Linked DNA regions of Mus musculus: region 1 is linked to region 2. The links are chromatin contacts, called in public promoter capture Hi-C maps. All regions are on one chromosome and are shown on one strand. Each heading gives the region's core, a stretch centred on a gene start, on an enhancer-like site or on the middle of the called end of the contact. The rest is flanking DNA. Distances are from core to core; before and after follow the strand shown.

Region 1 (3,631 bases), core at 830-3,329, 5.3 Mb after region 2:
CCCTGACCAGTTTAACAGCTGATGTCTTACACGGTGGTACCTACAAAATAAGAAAGTGATTTCCTTCCAGAAACTGTAACTCTTACAGATAATAAGACTTGGACACTTCAAAAATATGAAAACCTTGAGAGAAAATATAAACAAATGTGATTGGGTCATTAGACAACCACCAAACAGGAAGAAAGGCAGGGACATTTGTGGACGATCTTGACCAGGAGTCAGTTCTGTGATGCCTTTGTGAGGGTGCACGTGTGACAAGAAAATAGACTATATCCATCTATAAAGGCTATAATATACGTGCACACATATATACACATCCTTGGGAAATTACTTAGATCTTTTGCCAACTAAAGTGGTGCTGTTCAAGGCATGATTCAAATTCCATCTGTTTCAAGGAAACAATTGATTCTCTAGGTGTGCATTCTAAGAAGACCTAGTTGGTCCTCTGTGATATCTATGTAGAAAAGTGACATTTGATCTGAGGGGTTTTTGTTTGTTCTTTGGTTGGTTGGTTGATTTTGGGTTTTTCAAGACAGGGTTTCTCAGTGTAGCCCTGGCTGTCCTGGAACTCACTCTTTAGACTAGGCTGGCCTCGAACTTACAGGAATCAGCTTACCTCTGCCTGCTTAGTACTGGGATTAATGCTGTCTGCCATCAGCACCCAATTGATCCTAGATTTTAACATGAGTTAGTGACTCCTCAAAGAATTTGAGAATACAGATGTTGGCTTAGAGGACTTTTCAAAGAGAACACTGCTGGTGAGAAGATTGAGTTTGGGGAAAGAGTTTTGCTTATTCAAAGAATAAAAATGCTGTACTAAGCAATGAAAACAGAGTAGCACAAGCTGAGATTAAAGAAAGTGATAGGGGAACATGGCTTTAGAGAATATATTGAGAAATTTGAATTGTCTAAGACCAAGCAAGAAAAGCCATCATGAAATTTTTAGATTGGCATGACATGATCAGCATTGCAATTAGATTTAAAAAAAAATCACCCAAATGAGTGTATGGCAGATAAATTAAAAGGGAGTGAAAAGCCAAAGTCAAGCAGTCACCAGAAAAGCCACAGCAATGATCCAGGTAAGAGGACGGGGTGGTGGAAGAGGTAGAAACAGGAGCTAGACCAACCGAGGCTCGAGGACCAAGTGTCCGGGACTAAATGGGCAACGTCTATGGCTTGGCCCTCATCCGTTCCAGACTAAGACGGGGTATGAGGAGGAACCTGTGTTTTGAGTACAGTTGGTTTACAGACTCAGTAGATATCCAAGGACAGGGTAACTGTGACACTTGGAAGAAAGCAGTGGGTGTGTATACATCTAGGAGTGCTCCAGGACATGGAAGTTACAGGGACAGTCATCAAAGGCACAACGGGAGAAGGGTAGATAAGAGACTCACATTCTGGTTTAGTAGTTTAATAATGGAGATGGGGGACAGAGGGATGTCCTGCGAGAAAGGAAGAAGCAAAGAGGTCCTGTCATCATGATGGCTAAGCGGGACAAAAGTTTCGGTAATGGAGGTGTCAATTGTGTAAAGCTTTATTTTTCTTAAACATATTAGTTAGAATTATTTATTTTATTTCATGACATTTTTGTTTTGCTTGCGTGTATGTGTACTTCTTGCAGGCTTGGTTGACGTCAGTGGAGGTCCGAAGAGGGCACTAGACTCCTGGAACTGGAGTTGGGAACCATTACGCAGGCACTGCAAATCCAAGCCCTGTCCTCTGCAAGAGCAAGTTCTCTGTAGCTGCTGAGTTAAAGGCAAGTATTGAATGTTTTCAAATTGGTAAATTAAGCTCCCTGGCTTTAGTAGCGTGAAGGTTAATCTCTAGTCCCCAATTCTGAATCCCGCAGTGATGCGCCTACTTAATGCAGGATCTCCAAGACTGAGCTTGCGCAAGCCTATAGTTTCCAACCTTGTAAACACAACCCCCTGTCTGCGGTTTGCACCGCACAGCGGCGCCCCAAGTTTCGCACGCCGGGTAGGGAGCGCGCGGACCAGGAAGGCCAAGCAGCCGAGGGGGGGGGGACGGTGCGCTGATGGAACAGCCGGCCAATCTCTGCCGCTGATTGGCTGAGGCGGAAGGAGGCGGGACGCCCTCTAGCCTTTTTTCCTGCCCGGTACTTTCGGTTTTCAGCGCCGAGTCTGTCAAAGCTCCCTGGAGACCTCCGGGACCGCGCCCCTCAGACCCACTTGGGACACTGCTGAGCGGCGCAGAGAGATTTGCCCAGACTCGAGCTCCTGCGTGCAGTGAGTGAGTGAGAGCCAGGTGCGGATCCGGGTGCGGGTGCGGGTGGAAGTGGGGCGCCCTCTCCTCGGACCTGGGGTCTGCTGCCCACAGGTGACCTGTCATCCCGCAGAGAGAACGCCAGGAGCCGGATCGCTTGCCCAACTCTTGGCGCTGCTTGGCTCTCTTATCCTGCCGTTCTCACTTCTAGGGTAAAATGACTTGTGCAATAGACATTTCTCCCGGAAGACACTGCACCTTCCCGCTTAACCTTTGCTCGCCTTGCCTCCAGCCCCTTTCCACCACTGTAACATTTTCTTCTTTTTGCAGTCGTTTCAGCTCTGCTCCATACCCTGAGCCGGCGCCACGCCGCCGCGCATGCAACTGGCATATAACTTGCTGTGTGTGGTGATTGCTTGTGTTGAATCCCGAACCTGCACCCGGAGACAGCCCAGTAAGTCTACGTGGGAACGGAAGCATTTGGAATCTCAGTATGTATCAGCCCTTACCGGTTTTCTGAAACTTAAAGGTGGTATTTAGGTTCCGCAGAACCACTAATGGTATAATCACTATCTAAAATACTCCCGAACACTACCTAAAAGTTTAGGGATAGGTGAATGGATGGGTGAAGATTGCTTTTATCTGGCAGGAATGACTTGAGCCCTGATTGATCAATGAGGACTCAGACTTGTAGGTTCATCATGGGGTTTGCCTTTTGCTTTCCTACGCCTTCTGATACATACAAGGTTTCAGCGGAACAAACGGTTCTGTGCTCAGTAACACTTAGGCTATATGCCCGGCGCTGTAGGGTCCAGAGGACGCTGATAGCAAAATATATCCCCTCAGAGGCTCTGATGCGTGCAGACAGCAAGCTTCCTGTGGAAAGTTCATGCGCTAAAAACCGTGCAAATGGCAGCCTGGTACAGGCCAAAGAAAGTTATGTGTGGGAGGGATAGACAGTTTTAGGAAGAAGTACCATCTATACGGAATTCTGCTAGATTGTTGGAAACAATGTGGTCTGTGCAGAACGGGCTAGACCGGGAGGATAGAATGTTTGTTGGAGGCATGAAAACAGGAAAGAGCCAACTCCAGACTCTGAGCCAGGTGTTTAAGGACTGTCTTGCCAGTCTCAGGTTTACAGACATGCCACAGTGGTGGGCTGGAGTCCTTTCCAATGGTATTTGAAATGGCGGCTTGCTTTGTAGTGTAGACATTTCCTTATTATCCTTTGAAGGGGCATTTGTGCAGCAGACATGACTTCATTCCTGCACATGAGTGTTTGAAAACAAGTATTTATCCATACAGTCCCATATGCTCCATCAGAGTACAGACCTTTCCTCAGAGGTCTGGCGCTACTACAGTCTCCCACTCTGAATTGTGGTGGTGCCATTGTGTAGTGGTGTGTATC
Region 2 (3,750 bases), core at 1,149-3,648:
AAAAAACAAAAGTCTGGACAAAAAAGTGGGATGAGGGTGGTAGTTTACAAGCTATCTCAGGGGACTAGAGGCTGTAAAAGGAAGACCTAATCCAGGTAGCACCTTGTAATGAAATCTGAAATGCTACGGAATTTACAATGTTCTGGGAACTAACATGCTCCAACTTTGTCTGGACAGGTCTCAGGCAAACTCTAACTTTAGAAAAAAGGTTGTAAAATGTCCTTCAGTGTAAGTACCCTGGCTTATACAAAGTAAAAGTTCAATTTATGTTCAGAATTGGGCCCTAGCCCAAGAAACACTCCATTATTTAATATATCCAAATATCTCCTAATTCACAAACAAAAGCTGAAAACACTTCTGGTCCTGAACATTTCAGATAAAGGGTATTCACCTGCATAGCTCATGATACATATCCATACAGGCATACATTATTTGCAGTACTAACAATTAAGTGTAGATTTGTGCAAACCCTGGGCAAGTTTCCTACCACTCAGCTCTTTTACTTAACTTTTAAGACAAGCTCCAGGACTCTAACTTGCCAGCTTCCTTCCTCAGTCTCCTCCCACCCCTGCTCCCAAAGTAGCTGGGTTTATAGATCTGTGCCTTCAGGTATCACCTGAGAAATCGTCTTTGCCACCTCTTTTAAAGTAGCACCAAAACCATTCATTCTTGCGCATGGGTTCCTAACCACGCTTAGTTGATAGAATTCAGTTTTGTCAATTTGGGGAGAGATTAAAACCACTGAAATTCAGTTACTTTTCGGTGAGGATGTAACTTCCTGAATACAGGCCAAAATTACAGTAATACAAAACACTTAAATCCTTTAAGTATAATTTTTAGTTCTTGCTAGTTTGAAGTTAGTCATTATTAGGCAGGCCAGTACCGTTGATATTTAATGCTTTATTCAAGTATGGCTTACTCCATCAAAGCCAAATAGTTTCCCATTAACTCTTTCAATGTAACTTTATGTACCCTTAATAATCTATAGTCACAATCCAAGACCCTTATTCTAGAAAACACCAAATGCTAAAAATGCCCACCAGCACATTTTATTTCCTTCACAGCATTTATCACTTTATCACTGATGTGTCTTTCATCCTACTGTAATGTCCAATGCACATAGGAAGAGGGGTGTGTGGGATGGACTCCCAAGGTCCAGGAGAAATGACTCACAAGGTACTCAAATACTTGTAGATTACGGGAATCCTAACATTACTCTGTACACAGAAGTTCTGCTTTGTTTAGGCTTCCCAATAGCACTGTTAACAATTCTAAGCCTCCAGCTCTTGTATTACTTTTTCTTAATTACCATTAGATACACATCCAAAAAGAAAACATACAAGAAACCTGTCACCCGCTAGTTACCGCACTTAACGGAGACATAAATAAGTTTCTAGGAGACGGTGGGTTGTACTGTCTTTTAACTCATGCTTTGTGTCACTTGGAGCAGACACTGGGGTGAAGGACCCTTCCAAATCGGTGGCGGGGCGTCCTGCGGTGAGATTTCTTCCACGTGCCCAGCTCCTTAAACTCGGCCCATGTGGACAGGCTCCCACGTGAACGCGTCTTCTCAGAAGCCGCAGGAAGCCCTTCCACGTCACGCCACCCGACGCCTCGCCAGGCTGGAGAGTTCCGAAGACCCCCCCCCCCCCAAGGGAGGAGCGAAGCGTGGAGCGGATGCGGACCCCGCGGTGGGCCGGCCACTTCCCTCCGCTCCCAACCGCGCCCACGCCACCCTACACCCCGGTGGCCGGGAACAAAGCCCGCGGCCGCACCACGGTCGCCCCACAACCCGGCTCCGGGACCCGTGGGCTGCGCCACACGCAGTTCCCGCGCGCCCCACCGAGCCTTTTCGGTTGGCCCGGAGCTGAGCGGCCGCCGTCCGTTACCCCCCGCAGACGAGCCCCTGGGACCTGCCTCGGGTCCCGGGTCCCCCGTACGGCGGCCGCGGGAAGCCCGCGCAGCCCTCAACCGGCGCTGCCCGCTCCGCGGCCCCGCAGCAGGCCGTGGGGCGCGGGTCCCCCACCGCCGACGCGGCACACTCGGCTGGCCCCAGCCTCACGCGCCGCTCTCCTGCTCGCCGCCACCGCCTGCAGCAGCTGCGAACACACGCGTCCCAACCCAGAGGCCCCGGTGCCAGCCCCAACCCGGCCGCCCAGCCTCCCCAGCCGTCCCGGGACTCCCAGGCTCCGCCGCGCACGGGGCCGGTTCTGGGGGAGGGAATGTAAACAAATCGGGGTTTTATAGTTACCTCACACTCGAGTGCCGTGTGCATCTCCTCTCCGCTCGGTACCAAACCCCGGCTGCACCCAGTCGTGTATTCTCCAAAGCCGCCTGCGCTATCTGCGTCGCGGAGCCTAGCGCGAGAGCCGGCGCTCTACGCCGACGGCGCACTCAGCCTGCTCCGGCTCCCTGCGCAGCCGCACCCTGGCCGCCTCAGCGCTACGCCGGCGGCGCACCCGGCCCGCTCGGGCGCCCTGCGCAGCCGCACCTCGGCCTGATCGGCGCTACGCCGGCGGCGCACCGGCAGCGTTCAGCCATTCACTTCGCGGACGCGCCTGGCGTAGGAGAGCGGCGGCACCGGCGGGAGCTACACCGACTGGCGGCAACTGGAAGAAATTAGATCTACGCAAATTGCGGAGCTCTGTAGCTCCGCGCTAGTTTTGTTCTGAGAAAGGACTCCTCGGGGATTGGGGGGAGTTGGGGCGGCTTTTAACGCATGCGTGGAACGGCCTTGGTCGCCTCGCCTGGCCTCGCACGTCGGTTGCTGAGGCCTTGGGCTAGCGGATGAGACGTAGAAGCCTGGAGAACGAGCGTCCTAGGCCGAAGTTTCGGAGTGATCAATTAGGATTGCTGATCTGTACACGGGTTAGACATCTATATTAAATTAACTCCGCCCCCTCTGTCCCAGCGACCGTGCCAGTCTCTGGGCAAAACTAAACTTTAGTGCTATGTGCAAAGTGTTTTGCATAACTCCCCCCACCGCACCCCCATTTAAAGAGCACTTACAGTGGGACTTCCCAAACAGAAAGGAGTTGAGTTTAAAAATGTCACGTAGTTCTGGTAGCTTTGGGTACCCATCCAAGGACTTCCCACCACCTTCTCTTACTGGAACAGTTTTACACCCAAAGGCAAGCCCCCCCCCCCCCATCCGCCCAGCAACACCGGTGCATTCATGCTTATATCCTGCCTGTTCTTGGATCCCTTTGCTCACACCGCCATTCTCAATGGCCTCCTCCCCTCTTAAGCAACTAACAACCCACAATTTTCTTAAAAGGAGGCTCGGCAAACTCTTTGCTTCATTATTCATTACTCTGCTTCCTGACTCTTAATTCATGTCTAGGCTTATTTGTATTCTGCCCAGATGCCTGTGTTTCTGTATTCAAGCTGAGCGTATTTACTAGTGAAAGTGAATTCTGGCCTTGCTTTATGGATGAACAGAGTGCATATAACTCTGAGCAGTAGTAATTGCCAGCTTTATGTATCAGGTACCTCCAGCATGCTTTGCGTGTGTATTAATTTAATATTCCTAACAGACTGAAGAATGACTACCCAGGAAATAAAGTCATAGGAAATAAGTAACTTGCCTGAGAGAACCGAGGAGGGGCATAGAAAGCCAAACCTATTCGGTATGGCTACGTGGCCTGTCTCGCTGACTTGAACTCCATGAAAGAAGCTGTTTTGCCTTTTGTTTTCTACCTGTACACGGAACATCTTTCGAGTGCTTAATGAGTGGCTAAAACCACAGTG

What was found. Promoter capture Hi-C pulls out the DNA fragments that hold promoters and counts their contacts.
Region 1: a promoter capture Hi-C map of cranial neural crest shows a contact between it and region 2. The contact joins the promoter of Stat1 here to the promoter of Slc39a10 in region 2. A contact is called at or near these places in 2 of 39 promoter capture datasets (cranial neural crest and pre-B cells).

What each region holds. Positions count from the first base shown.
Region 1 is chr1:52,117,359-52,120,989 of GRCm38.p6, forward strand. It overlaps Stat1 (signal transducer and activator of transcription 1), which reads left to right and starts at 2,080. Exons shown (of 25, transcript NM_009283.4): 1 at 2,080-2,265; 2 at 2,554-2,714.
Region 2 is chr1:46,851,220-46,854,969 of GRCm38.p6, forward strand. It overlaps Slc39a10 (solute carrier family 39 (zinc transporter), member 10), which reads right to left and starts at 2,399. Exons shown (of 10, transcript NM_172653.3): 1 at 2,252-2,399.